2 separate regions of the Mus musculus genome follow, and region 1 is linked to region 2. Evidence: chromatin contacts called from public HiChIP or PLAC-seq data. All regions are on one chromosome and are shown on one strand. Each heading gives the region's core, a stretch centred on a gene start, on an enhancer-like site or on the middle of the called end of the contact. The rest is flanking DNA. Distances are from core to core; before and after follow the strand shown.

Region 1 (7,583 bases), core at 4,747-7,246, 360 kb after region 2:
TCTGAATAAATAATTAGTGGAGTGTGGGGTACCTGGAGAGGCCTACAACCCAACTGATAGACAGGGAGGCAAAGATTAGCTTAGCTTCTAACCCGAGTCACATGGCTTCAGAACCTCAGGGTCAGGGGTCACTTTAAAAAGCCATGGAGTGATCCGAGAACAATTCATCTCCAGAACAGAGTGTGTTAAAGAACAACCTCTAGATGTTGTGTCACTGTGAGGAGCTGCCACATGTACAGAGCACAGGTCTGTCCTGTGAGGCTGCCACATGTACAGAGCACAGGTCTGTCCTGTGAGGCTGCCACATGTACAGAGCACAGGTCTGTCCTGTGAGGCTGCCACATGTACAGAGCACAGGTCTGTCCTGTGAGGCTGCCACATGTACAGAGCACAGGTCTGTCCTGTGAGGCTGCCACATGTACAGAGCACAGGTCTGTCCTGTGAGGCTGCCACATGTACAGAGCACAGGTCTGTCCTGTGAGGCTGGTAAGCGCAGTAAAGGACCATGACAGTCATAGGATGATAAATAGCACATCAAGGTAGCATTGTCCCTGAGGCAGATAACTAATCAGGGAAGGTATACAGGGCACTTTAGCTATACATCAGACCTTGTGTGTTTTCTTAAGATTAGAGTGGAACACAGCTGCTAGGTCACTTTACAAAAAATACACTTTTTGAAAGTTAGAAAGCAGTGATTTATAACTTTTCACAAGATGTTATGATCATTGATTTTAGAACATTTTCATCTTCCCATAAAGAAATACTACCTCTATTAGTAGCCACCTTATTCACCCTAAGACTCCAAGCTTCACGCAGTCCAGGTCCTAGGCATTCTATTTCTTTTGCATCTAGACATGTATGGATGGAGGTACACAGTATTAGCACTGGAAGCACACAGTAGGTACACAGTAGTAGCATTTTGTGACTCATCTGTTTTCTGTTTCCAGCCCGACACTGTATCACGCTGAAGTGTGAGAACAATGTTCCTTGTATCCACTCACTGTCTTGTGTGTCAGTTGGACCACTTTGAGTAGTTGTTTTGAATAGCATTGCCATAAATATTTGTGCACAGTGTTTTTATAAACACATTTCAAATCTGAGCACTTCATCTAGGAGTGGAATTGTTAGGTCTTACAGGACCATTGGAATTGTTGTCTGTTTTTTTTTTTTTTTTTTTTTTTTTCTATTTTTCTTCAGGAGATGTCAGGTGATTTTCAAAACAGTCGCATGCTTTTATGTTTACACCAGTGTGTGTGTGTGTGTGTGTGTGTGTGAAGGCTCCGTGTCTCTGTCCTGGTCAACATATTACCCTCTGTTTCAGTGACTTTAAAAATCTATCTTTGTGGGTATCAGTAGTACCTTATGTTAGACTGCATTTCTTATTTCTTCAGGACACTTATTGAAGACCTTTCTAGGTGCTTGTTGACTGTTTTCTAGGTGCTTGTTGACTGTTTGGCACACTTGTTCTTGGCACTGGTGCCTGATAAATGCTGTGCTCATGACTGATGACTGGTTCTTTTGAGAGAAGGCCTGGTCACACATAGAAGGAGAAGTTGCACTTCTTTTTTATGGTCACAGACCTAAGATGATTAAAGAAAATATTTTATATAGCATTTATTGAGCTCTTTTATCTTGATGTTGTCTTCATGACTTTTGGAAAATCCAAAGAATGTTTAGAATAGCAGTGTAGATCAAACTATAACAACTTACACATTTGCCCTTCTGATGTAGGAGATTGTAAGCCACTCAGTGCCAAGCTTCATGGCTTGCATCCACAGAGTAGAGCATCCACTCAGCTGTTCCTAATTGTAAAACTCAGGATTCTGCTTCCCTTCCTATTTTCAGAAGAAGTGCTCTAAATAAATTGTAAAACATGAAATGTCAGAAATGCTTTGAACAGAAAAATAATCTCCTGGAACCAAGAGGAAAATACTTTGAAAAACAGTGAGTTTTGCCTTAATTTGCAGAAAGTATGAGATTCAGTTTGAGTCTGCAGCCCCATGAGCTGCAACACAGAGTACACTTTCAGGGCTACTTTGTGATTTATGAGTTTTTAGAAAATCAGTTAATTATGATTCTCAGATCTTCTAACCATCTCAACTCCAGCTATTCAATGTACATTCACTGACAAACTCTAGGTCACACTGTGAATTATTGGTAAATAAATTATAGAATACACATGTTATTTATCTACATACTTATTATACATGTGTGTGCCTGTGTATAGACAGGTGCATGTGTGTATGTGCTGAGGAGGCCAGAAGAAGACACCCAGGGTGGAACTGGAGTTGTAAATGGATGTGAGTCGACTGGACTGGGTTCCGGGAAAGGAACTGTGGTCCTCTGAAAGAGCAGGAAGTGCTCCGACCATCTGAGTCGTCCCTCCAGCCCTGAGATACCTTTCATAATGAGGAATGGCCATTAAATAATTCCAGTTATATACTATTAGCTGTAAACTCAAGATTTCTGAGGTTCTCATGAAACATAATTAGTTTTAATTTTTCCTGTAATTTTTCAAGGAAAGCCTTATCATGCCTGTCATGAGAATTATCTAAAACTTGGAAACAGGCAAAAGGAGTATAGATTCCGGGCACTGAACTCAGGTCTACTGTAAGAACAGTATTTACTTTGAGCTTTTGAAACATCTCTCCAGCCCCCTGCATTTATTTACTTATATTATTTAATACTTGCTTATTTTTCCTCAAATTATTTGCATTTTCTTTTTGTTATATTTAGAGTCTCTCCATGAATATAGATCTACAGCAGTTTGTTTGTTTTGGGTTTTTTGAGACAGGGTTTCTCTGTGTAGCCCTGGCTTTCCTGGAACTCACTTTGTACACCAGGCCGGCCTCAAACTCAGAAATCTGCCTGCCTCTGCCTCCCGAGTGCTGGGATTAAAGGCATGCGCCACCATGCCCAGCTCAGCAGGTTTTATAGTCGCATAGTATTTCAGTAAATACTTTGCTATATTTTAGTTAAGTAATTTTCTACTGACAAGTATGCACTGTTATTTCAGTAAATTCCTGCCACTGACACATGTGATGGCAGTCCTGCATTTTCTGGTTTTTTAGAATAGCACAACTCAAACTGTTGTGCCAATGAAGACATATTTTTAAGGTTTTTAATAGTTTCTCCCAGAAAGATTATTATAGTCTAAACTGCCAAAACATCATTTGTATATTAGAAATTAGTGTGTCTTATAAGCAAAAGAATGTTGTCTGTACAGTGTTAGTTACAGTGTTGCTCACTTGCAGAATTTGTGGCATCGTCTCCATGATTTCAGCTTTTCATGCTGAACCTTGTGTCACTTACTGAAAATTTCATTATTTAAATCTGACTTATGGTGTGTTTTTCTCATAAAAGTTCATAATTTGTATAGTGTTATAATCTTTGATAGTAATTATGTATTTGCTTAATTCCTTAGTTATGTGTTTGCTTCTGAACTCCTTTCAGTCTTGAGAAAGCCTGTTTCTCTACAGGATTTTAAACAGTATATTTTCTGGTACACTGAAGGATCATGGTGAAGTCTGTGCAAAAGGTAGAGAGAGGAGTTTCTGGTGTGTTTGAAGAACAGCCAGGAAAGCAGTGGGTGGGGAATGGAGAGTGAGGAGGCTGTGAGAGGCTGGAGAAGGGTGGCTGTGCAGACATGCTAAGGCTGAAAGGCTGGCACAGTCCCATACTGAAGCTTCCTTGCTTGCCACATGAGGGTTACTGTGCCAGAGTGGTAAAGCTGATTTAGAAACACTAGCACCTGGTTTTTAAAAATCTAAAGCTTGCTGGGTGTGGTAGTATACGCCATTAATCTCAGCACTGGAGAGGCAGAGACAGGTAAAGCTCTGTAACTTTGAGGCCAGCCTGGTCTAAATAAGGAGATCCTGGCCAGCCAAGGCTACATAGTGAGACTTTTTCTCTAAAAATAAAGCTAAGGCCTTAATATCTGTTGTCAACTTGCTCAGTGGTGCAGTCTGGTGTTAGAAGTGTATTCTGTTGTGGTTGTAAGAGCCCTGGGCCTTTTCCTTGGTTCTTGTATGGTATTAGCCATATGAAGTCTGCATGTCTCCTTGTGTATCTTGTGTAAAGTTGCCTCTTGTGCTGTGAGCAGATGACATGACAGGCAGAGCTGCTTGCTGGAGACTGAGCTGGCTTTGACAGCGTCAGTTACACAAGGAGTGTCGTGGACAGACCAATGCTGATCCATAACATGCTGTGCTTACTTTCAGTTTCTAAGTACCTGAAGGCATGCAGGCAACAAAGCAGTGAAGAGCCATGGATAGCAGCTCTGTTGACCACAGACCTAGCCACCAGATAAGTCAGCTCAGTATCCAAGAGGAATGAGCAGGGGTGGGGAAGCCTTTAATACTGAAAGAGGCAGACTTAACAAGGGAGATGGCACTGCTGTAAGCTAAATTGTACCAAAACAGTGACACTTTCTGACAAAGGTTGGCCATTTGGGTCTAGAATGCAACATTAAGGCTTTATACAAATATTTTCATTTTCAGTCAGGAAACAGACAGAGGTAAGAAAGAGAAATCTGTGTTCCTGCCATTAGGAACTTCCCACCCCTTTCTTTATATTGCATGCTGTCTCTTGAGGTCAGGAGCAATTTAGGAGACAGAGTCAATAATTTCTTTAGTTTCTGTTTACTGTAGACTAAACGGCTCACACTGCCATAGGCATGTTAGTGTCTCAGCTCAAACTTGATACGTCTGAAATCATTTCTCACACAGTACAGTTTGTGGCTTTACAGTATTTCCCTATCAGATCCCTCCTTGGCTGTTATCTTGTAACAAAGCAGAGGTAAGACGTCTGCAAGACAGTAATTCTGTGAGTGAGTAGTACACTCATCCTGTGAGTAAGTCAGGATTATATGTAGCTGGACTCTGGTTACTTTGTGGGTTCTTCTTTCTTCCACCCTTTCAATTTCCTAACACTAAACAAGAGAAAAAAGGATGGAGAGTGAAGGAAGAGATCCCTGAATAAAGCCAGGGTCAGTGAGGGGTCGAAGTCATCATTAGACGGCTTCCTGCTGAGTACAGCCTTGAGGTCCTGGGGGCATGGGTCATTTCTGCCATCAGAACATCTCAGTTCTTCTTGTTTCTTTGTGTACAACTACTTAACAGATCACAACCAACAGCAACCAGCCAAAAACCCACCAACATTTCACCTTATCTCTCAGGATCCTAGCATCTATATACACTCTGAAATGTTCCCAAAATTCCCAACATCACACAATTGCAGAAACTGTTTGCAGCTGGAAAGATCACATCCCCACCAGAGCAGGAGGCAAATCATAGTCAGCTGCTGTGGACAGTCTGCCGCCCATACCCCACACCTGGGATTAAGCTGTTGCTCCTGAAGGCAAAACTTACACGTAGCAAAGAACCAGGCAAAGCCAAGTGCTTGTCTCTTAAGTTCTAATAAAGAATAGAGCCAGGTCACCCAATTTCAGTGTCACCTCATCTGTACCCTGACCCATTGATGACCATAGCACTGGGAGGCGGCATGTAGGAAGCCCATCTCCCTTCGGGGCAGTGACTTTCCACCTTCTCCCACTTCCTCTGTTGTGCTTTCCCCTTGGTTGTCACGAGTGTTAAAAAAAGTGCGTGTGTGTGTGTGTGTGTGTGTGTGTGTCTGTGTGAAGGAGAAAGTGAGTGAGTAAGCATGGGTGGGTGTGGCTGTGAGTGTGTGGAGCTCAGAGGACGACTTTGTGCAGTTGGTTCTTTTCCTTCCACCCTCTGTTTTCTGAGAATCCGTATCAGAAACAGAAGTCAAGAATGTCAATCCTGAATGTGTACTATTAGCACATTAACCAGAGCCTGCAGCCTGAGTGCCCGCCCCTTAGTCCAGGACACTTAAGGAAAATACGAGACTCATTTGCCATTTTTTCTCTCTTTTTTTTTTTTTTTTTTTTTTTTGGTAACTCACGTGTACAGTTTTCCAACGTGATCTGTGTCTGAGACACTGTTGAGTCACAGTGTCACACGGCTGGGCACTGCTGACTCATCTGTGTCTGAAGCATTGTTATGGGCAGTGGTGCTGAAGTTCTTTTTATTATCAGAATTACTCAGAGGCAGCTTTAGCATTTCCATTTTAATGCCGTGATTTAGCAAGAAGGATGCTGAGAGACCTGGATTTTAACCCCATGCTTACCCCTAATCAATTAAACGTCCTTTATAAAATCTTGAACTTGTGGGCTGATCTTAGTCTCCTTTGTATAACAGCAATGAAGCGTCGTCGTGTTCTTACACTGAACAAATGAGGGGCTGCTTTGATCCTTTCCTTGTCTGCCCTGCTGCCTTGCGTGTGACGTTAAAGTCTGGAAACTGCATTTCCTGATTCTGCATCAGGGACACGAAGCCCCTCACTGTCCTCCCGGGGGTTTCAGGCATTACCTCAGTCATGCAAATGTATGTCTTTATCTGTGTCTGTGTCTTCAGATACGGTTGATGGGAACTGCACCCAGGACCCAGGTCGGGCGGCTGTGCTACACCTTATAGAAATGGAAGATCGTGTTTCTATTTCACGTCAGCTATTTTTTTCTAAATGCCAGTATTCCTAGGACTTACTAGCTGTAATATTTCAAAATGTCTTTGAAGCCAACCCCGTGGCTCTGGAATAGACTGCTCCCAGGCTCTTTACTGCTCAGTGTCTTCTGGGACACAGATTTCACAACCCGTCTCTCACCTTGAGGAAGTTCTTATAACTAACATAAATCTTGCTTTCTGCAATTTAAGTTGAATTTATATCATTTTTCTTTTCTCTGTAGAGATGAGAACAGCCCCAAGCTGGAGGTAACACACTGTCATGAGGACCAGTACTGAATGCTGCAGACAAACTATTTTAGTTTCTTGGCCTTTCATTCTGACTTTGTCTCAGAAGGAACTGTTTTTAAAGTCCAAATGAAATAATATCGGTGCTTATGAAATCTTTTGCTCTTTAGAATAAAATGGGGCACAAAAGTTAAATTTTTGGGAGGGAGGGGGAGATGGTGGTCTCTGATCCTGTTTGTAAGGATCTGTTGGGTGAATGCCTGCAAGAGGCAAGGATGGATTTCGCTTCCTTAGCTTTCAGCCACCTGCCAGTGCTGACCTTGCTACCTACCACTGAGCCTCTAAAAATAAGACCCCTGAGTAAATGGGTAAAATTCAAAGGTTGGGTTCTCAAAATGTATTTGGGATATTTAGCCAAATTTACGTCTACTTTATGCATAGTTAACGTCATAAACCTGGGTCTGGGCTGTAGAGATTTTCCCATGTTTGGTGGTCACAGCGATTGATTCTTTCTAAGTTGTGAGACTAGAAGCCTGCTCCTTGAAACAAGCTGTCCAGACGTGGGCTTCAGTGTGCATGGTCAGATGCTGCAGTACTCAGCTAACACTTGTGCTGAATGTGGGAGGAAAAAGAAACCAGCTGTGCCCCTCAGGAGCCCAGAGTCTGTCTACTCTGTAAGCTGTGAGGACACTGAGCTCAGGACCGGCAGTCACTTAGAGCAGTGCATGCAGGGAGTCGTATGTAACAATTGCAGGCCTGTTCAATTAACTGAGCCCTCAGATCTGTATCCATTTGCTTCGTTCTGATTTCTGT
Region 2 (7,216 bases), core at 3,794-6,293:
GAAGATGGGCTTAGGGGTAAGCAACAGAGGCAAGCCCAGAGATGGCACTTGGGTGACCTTGTATGCAATAAACCAAACACTAAGGAGACCTCTGAGGAGCATAATCTCAGTGGCTGCACCCGAACTCCGGGCTTTTGGAGCTCACTTCCTCACGTGACTATGTGAGGCTTATTTTCAGACATGTCTGATGGTTGTTCAATCAGAAGTCACTCAGTATATCTCCATTCAGTTCGCCCCAGGACACCTCCTTAGCGTCCTTGAGGATTTGAAGGCGACACTTTAAGCAGCTATGACCCTTTGCAATAGGATCAATTTGCCCTGTCCGTTGCAAAATCGCCCAGTATTCGGTGCTACTGCTGTCTTCCCAAGCATTGGGTGTGCGCTGTGAGACCCTGAGCGGTGGGGCACAAATACCCCAAATCTTAGCAGTCGGGAAGGCAGCAAAGCTTCCTACATCACCCTCCAGTTTACCCTAACTGGGTTGGGATTGCAGCTGGTAGCACTGCAAACAAGGGCCCCCATCATCCCACGGATACACGGACATGCTTGGTGTGTCTTCAGGCTGGGAGGGAGAGAATTGGGCTGAATTAGGTTGAAAGCGGCTGCATTCTTTGCCTGAGTCTTTTGGTTGTGTTTAGGAGGAGAGTTGGGTAAGGCTTGGCTGATTTCTACAGGGTTAGTTTGCTCTTCCATTTAAACCTCATTTGGTAATCAGATAGGACGCTCTCCGAGATGATTGAGCGTCAAGGGATAAATGAATGAATGAATGAATGAATGACAGATATTGAGTTCTCAAAATGCTCAGGTGTTGGGCAAGCATCTCACACTGTTTTTCACCTGCCCAGCATAGTCTGGTACCAACCGGGTGGCTCTTTTGATGCCAGTATGATTCCAGCTGAGGGCTTCCAGGAACTGTAAACACCTCCCACTTGGGTGGAACAAGCAACAGGCCATAGCAAGTCGCTGTAGCACTAAGGAGCGTGCATCTTTACCTCACGATGTTCACCTGGGTAGGCAAAGCCCTCGCCTAGAGAGGCTGCTAAGCAGCTTCCATCTCCGACAGTGTAGTACCAGGGAGCGGGTGGGAGCTTGTGCAGATGGAAGGACTAAGAACCATCTTTCTCTCTTGGGTTCCCCAGGGCCTCTCAAATGATATTCTGATCCCGACACCTCCCGTCCACATTGCCTCAGTAATGACCGCCTCTTAGTCCCAGAGCCGCGGCTGAGATTCCCTGACTCAGCACCTTTTCCTACCTGCATTATTTTCCCCCTGATTTAAAAATTCCCCGTGGACGGCAATCAGACATTGAGCTCTGCACACTTGGCAAATAGTGAGGGTTTTTTTTTTTTTTTTTTTTTTGAAAAAAGAAAAAGAGCCAGCCTGTTTATTTCTGGCAGCTGTCCCCACTCCACTCCAGCCCTTTTTATGAATTCTAATAAATGCAGTTTTTTTTTCTCTTGACTTTGGTTGTTGTCTTTTCTTTTCTTTTCTTTTCTTTTCTTTTCTTTTCTTTTCTTTTCTTTTCTTTTCTTTTCTTTTCTTTTCTTGAAGCAGACCCTGCCTCTTGGTTCTCTGCTCTCATGAGTCTATAGCTGGCTTTGCAATTCAAACTCTGATAGTCCCTGTTCCTGAGAACTGCCCCCTGAGCCATCACCCTTCCAGACTCAGCTTTTATCATCCCAACATGTCCTGAAGCATTTGGGTGTCTAATGGAAAGGGAGAGAGAAAGAAGCAATGAGCTCTGGTCTGCACTCCCCGGCTCGGAGACACACTGTAAAGTCTCAAGCAGTCACGCCTGCCATAGTGGTGCGCACTTTTAATCCCAGCACTTCAGAGGCAGAGGCAGGCAGATCTCTGTGAATTCAAGGCCAGCTTTGTCTATAAGGGACAGCTGGAGTTACATAGTGAGACTGTCCCAGAAAATAAAACAAAACAAATAACAGGTAGTCAAGGGACTGTAGGCTCAACAGGTTATTAAGTATTCAACCCCTACCCCAAGTCTGCTGGAACCTCCCTTAGCAGGGGCTCCCCTCCATCACTGTAATATCAATACAGGAAAGATGAAATAACTCACTCTGTAGACCAGGCTAGCCTCGAACTCAGAAATCCTTCTGCCTCTGCTTCCCAAGTGCTGGGATCAAAGGCGTGCGCCACCACTGTCCGGAGAGACTTTTTTTTTTTTTTTAGATTTATTTATTTACTGTATATGAGCACACTGTTACTGTTTTCAGACACACCAGAAGAGGGCACTAGATCCCATTACAGATGGTTGTGAGCCACCATGTGATTGCTGGGAATTGAACTCAGGACCTCTGGAAGAGCAGTCAGTGCTCTTAACCTCTGAGCCATCTCTCCAGTCCCTTCCCCCTACACACACACACACACACACACACACACACACACACACTCAGAACACACACACACACACACACACAGAGTCTTTCATCTGCCATAGGAAGTGTACTGGCTAGTTTTGTGTCAGCTTGACACAGCTGGAGTTATCACAGAGAAAGGAGCTTCAGTTGAGGAAATGCCTCCATGAGCTCCAACCATAAGGCATTTTCTCAATTAGTGATCAAGGGGGAAAGGCCCCTTGTGGGTGGTGCTGTCTCTGGGCTGGTAGTCTTGGTTCTATAAGAGAGCAGGCTGAGCAAGCCAGGGGAAGCAAGCCAGTAAGGAACATCCCTCCATGGCCTCTGCATCAGCTCCTGCTTCCTGACCTGCTTGAGTTCCAGTCCTGACTTCCTTTGGTGATGAACAGCAATGTGGAAGTGTAAGCTGAATAAACCCTTTCCTCCCCAACTTGCTTCTTGGTCGTGATGTTTGTGCAGGAATAGAAACCCTGACTAAGACAGGAAGTAGCTGGATAAGGTCACTTCCTTCCCTCTCCCATATCTCTCCTCTCTCCCCAACATTGGAGATGAATCGTGGGTAAGGAGGTTTTGGGGGTTTGCCAAAAAAATAAATAAATAAAAGTTTTTTAAAAAATAGGGAACAGCAAAAAAGGAGCAAACAGAACTCACAGCTTGGATCGGCTACCTGGGGACAGAGGAATCACTTAGAGGAAACAGGGTGATCCAGGTTGGAACAGGGCAGTGAAGAAAAACTCAAAAGCCCACTGTCTTTACAGTAAGTAAAGGCTCAGAAACAGAAACCAGAAGTGCATGGGGACGCAGCCTCTATTTTGGACTGCTTAAGACCAAGAGGCAGGAAAACTTTGAAAAGGGACCTGACACTTGCCTCCAGGTTTGAAAGGGACTTTGTACAGAGGGCTAGCCTCAGACCTGGAGTGGAACCAGAAACCACAGGTCTCGGAATAGACTCAGGCTTCTACTTAAAAACCAAAAAAAACCAAAACGAACCCCAACCTAATTTTATATGCCTGTGTGAATGCCTGCACGCATGTTTGTGCACCACATGCATGCCTGATGCCCGCAGAGGACAGAAGAGGGTCTTGGGTCCCCTGTAACTGGAGTAACAGATGGTCATGAGCTGCCTGCCACATGGGTGCTGGGAGCCAAACCCAGGTCCTCTGCAGAGCAACAAGCGCCCCACCATCTCTCCAGCCCTAAATCTTACTTCAGAAGAGACAGTTATGAATCCACATGGGTCAAAACTCAAAAGGAGACATGGAAAGGTGTACTGGCAATCTCTCTCTCTCTCTCTCTCTCTCTCTCTCTCTCTCTCTCTCTCTCTCTCTCTCTCCTGTCCCAACTTACATGTGCACTCACATGCTGAAGGCTGAATCCTTGCAGTTGCTCACAGAAATACAAACAAATCCACACAGGCAGTACTTTCCTTCTTCTTTATGCAAAACCCGTCAGACTCTGTGCGCTGTTTCTCACATTATGGAGTTTAATTCTTTCTTCTTAAAAATACATCCCGGAAGGCTCTGCGTGCCAACAGATTCTTTAGCTGCTGTTAGTGCCGATGTGCCAGCCTTTACTTATGGATCAGTTGGACCCTTAAGCTACTCCCAGTCTCTGTGACTACAAACCAAGCTTGCCTGTACTTACACAACTTTGTAAATGTTTCGTGTGGTGGTGGTGGTGGTGGTGGTGGTGGTGGTGGTGGTGGTGGTGGTGGTATCTGAAGGATAGGGACTCCAATGTGGGATTGCTAAATCATTTAACAAAGATGTGGCCATGTCACTTGCTCATGGGCTGTGTGTTCATAGATTGTACCCTTTTGTACATATATATGAGTATCCTGGTGTGTATTGTGCAGCGGGTCCTCCATTGATTTCTGGGTTGGACTTTTTCTGGCTATTGGACAAGAAGTGCTGTCCTTTTTCTCTGATGCAGCATGGCACTAAGGCCACTGGAGATTTTTCTGGATCTCTCTGATCGAGTTTTTGCCTGCTTTCCAGCGGAGTGGCTGCTCTTTCCTTCTCCTTTTCTGGAAGATGCTTCTGTTTGCAGGAGGTAGTTTGTCTCTACTCAGAACGGGAGGGAGAAGAGAGCAGACGGTCAGTCAGCCCAGGTGTCAGGTGGGACGCAATGGGGATTCAGATAGAGGCTGGGGCAGGGCAGGCAGGCAGGCAGGCGTTGCCAGCAATGAGAATCTTGTTATGAGTTCTGTCCTTGTGCCCAGGCCTCATTCAGACCCTCCTCCTGCCAACAACTTCCCCAGAACTGCCTGGGTAGAATTATCCATGGCCCTTGCCAGGGCTCAGGTCTGCGGCTATTGTAGTCTGCTTTATGCTGGTCAGTAGCCAGAAGGTATAAGAGGGAGTGCTGGCAGAGGTGCTGGGGGCTGTGAATAGTAAATACATCCCAGGGGGTTGCAGCAATTGATGTAGCCATGTCCCTTGTTTAGTCTGACCCTTGGTTTCTCTTCCGGGTAGTGGAAGGATAATGCTCAAGTTGGCATCTGATAGAATCACCAAGGGAGTTTTGTAATGACATGGTGCCTGGACCCAGCCTCAAAGGGGTTATGTTCCATGCATCCATCAGTGGAGAACTGATGATGTATGTCCGTCCATCTCTTCTGTCTCAGACACTCTGACAGCATTACAATCTTGCAGAGCCTCATTCCTTCCAAGGCAAAGAGAGGTGACTCACCACCCCATGCCACACATCAAGAGACTTCTGTGGAATAAGGAGGAAGAGTTACCTTCTTAAGCCTTGTTTCCTTATCTCCAGTGGTTGTGAGCACACACTGGGGGTAGCTGCAAACAGTTGTCAGCCTCTAAGCTGTGTGGATTGGACCCACTGAATACGCAAAGCTAATCTTGCTCGAATTAATCACCCCAAGCAGTTAGCCACTTGTACTCTTTCCCTGCTGGGATGACGGGCGGGTCAGGCTCTCGCAGCCTCGGAACTTATGAATAATTGTTTCCTCTCTGATGCTGAGCTTGTGGGTTTTTTTGATGAAAAGAAAATCCATGATTTTTTTTTCCCACATGAGTTGAAGCTGCTGTTCACACGGGGAGACTTCTCAGCGCTCACTTTAATAACTCCGGCTTCTCTGACCTTTCCTTTCTGTTCCCCTATTTATGCCACACAGATTGGTAGAAAAAAAAAAGTCCAGAGCGTGCATCCAGGAGAAGCTTTCGAAGCGGGCGGGCAGGCGAGTGGGCTCACCGACTGCATTTCCTATCCCTTTTGCTTTTTAAATGCTCCTAAGCAAATAGCCCCAGCACCATTGATCATTAGGAAGCCATGGGTGAAGAGCCGATGCTTCACTCCAATTACCGGGGCAGGTCCAGCAGGCTTTGCGCTGTGGGGTAGAGCCCACAGCACTCCAAGTATAATCGGAGCTCCGGCAACCTGAAATTTGTTTTAGGCTTAATTGGCCCGAGGCTGGTACATGGCCCCCAGCTCTTCCTCTGCAGCTATGCACACTGTATTTTCAGTCCTGGAGTGACTGACTGGGTTGCTTCCACAAGGCCTCATTCCATTGAGAGAGAGAGAGAGCCTGGATGCTTGCCACATGAAAGGCTCACAGCAGAGACCACCCACCTGCCATAGACCTAGAGCTTGCCTTGTGATGGTGTGATGTCATGCCCAAGTACCTGAGATTTAAATAAATAAATAAATAAAAATACCACTCTCCTTATTTAATTCTCCACTCCAAGCAAATCCTTGCACCTTGCAAGCAGCTTCAGCAGGGAAGCATGTATGCACAACAGCTCCTAACCCTCCTGCCTCTAATTTAATCTTGTGGTCGCGTAAATTACAGTGTTGTCTTTGACAACTGTCCGGTTGGTTAGTGACTTCAGGGCACCCGAGGGGACTCAGAGGATTGGCAGCAGCCGTCTCCTCTGATTTCACACCACAGTGTCAGCGCAGAGCACCTCTGTGACCTCAGGAATCACGGGGGTCTCACCACCGAGACATAAGTACTCGTGCACAGACACACAGGCGCACACACTCACACACACACACTCGACCTTCAGCCACTCTGCCCTCAACCAAGTTGGAAAATGGGACTGGACATCCCCCTGCCTGCCTTGACCTTTCCAGGAACAAGCCTCCATCCCTAAGTGACCTAGGAGCTGTCAGCCAACCCATGCAAAGTGACACCACCTGTTCAAATACTCCAAGGGCTACAGGAAGGGTATGCCAAGGAACAGGAGGAAGACAAGATGTGTATTTTACTACACCACAGCCTGGCTCTGTCTCCAGAATACCACATGATCTAGAATCGGACTTTAAGCTCGTCTAGTCTGCGCGTGTGCATGATGAGAATGGGAGACAGTTATTACTCATCTGTTCATTTTCCCTGAAACCAAGTGATCCCGACCTCCTTTGGAGCTTCCATGGTAAACAGCTCTTTCTGCTGAAAAAGTTTTCTCCAAGCCAGTGTCCCTGGAAGCAGGAGTGAAGCTCTCCTTCCACACTTGTCACCATTTGTCACATTTGTAAGAAAGATCTCTGTAGATCATGAGCCAATTTGTTGGGGGCAGCTATCCATCAAGGCAGAACCTGAGCATTCATCTTGAAGCCTGGCAGCTGCTGCCTACACAGAACAGACGATGCCTGCAAGGAGTGACAGTGACAGTGAGTCCTCTGCGAGAGGGCCGCAGCACCCTGTGGCATGTAATGAGTGTAGGCAGGGAGAGACTCCAAAGGGAAACTGCCTGTGTGAGATCATTGTAAACCTCACACCCCGTCTGCATATGTCTTGCCCGAGTCTAACACTCAAGGAGGACGTGGTCTCCAGAGACTCTGGCTCCATTTGACAGCATCTTAAATGTCAGCATTAAAATTC

What was found. HiChIP or PLAC-seq counts read pairs in DNA pulled down with a chosen protein or histone mark.
Region 1: an HNF4G HiChIP or PLAC-seq map of pancreatic cancer cells shows a contact between it and region 2. The contact joins two enhancer-like sites. A contact is called at or near these places in 1 of 39 promoter capture datasets (the C10 cell line) and 2 of 115 datasets of contacts at active chromatin or transcription factors (embryonic stem cells and pancreatic cancer cells).

What each region holds. Positions count from the first base shown.
Region 1 is chr19:58,518,250-58,525,832 of GRCm38.p6, forward strand. All of the region lies in intron 3 of Ccdc172 (coiled-coil domain containing 172), which reads left to right. Among named protein-coding and RNA genes, the nearest start is that of Ccdc172, 10 kb to the left of the region's middle. Within about 2 kb of position 5,997, at least 72 of the 459 cell types and tissues checked have an H3K27ac peak or open chromatin away from gene starts, as enhancers often do. A contact at or near this core is called in pancreatic cancer cells, where this site is marked.
Region 2 is chr19:58,160,523-58,167,738 of GRCm38.p6, forward strand. No RefSeq gene overlaps it. Among named protein-coding and RNA genes, the nearest start is that of Gm50287, 64 kb to the left of the region's middle. Within about 2 kb of position 5,044, at least 18 of the 459 cell types and tissues checked have an H3K27ac peak or open chromatin away from gene starts, as enhancers often do. A contact at or near this core is called in pancreatic cancer cells, where this site is marked.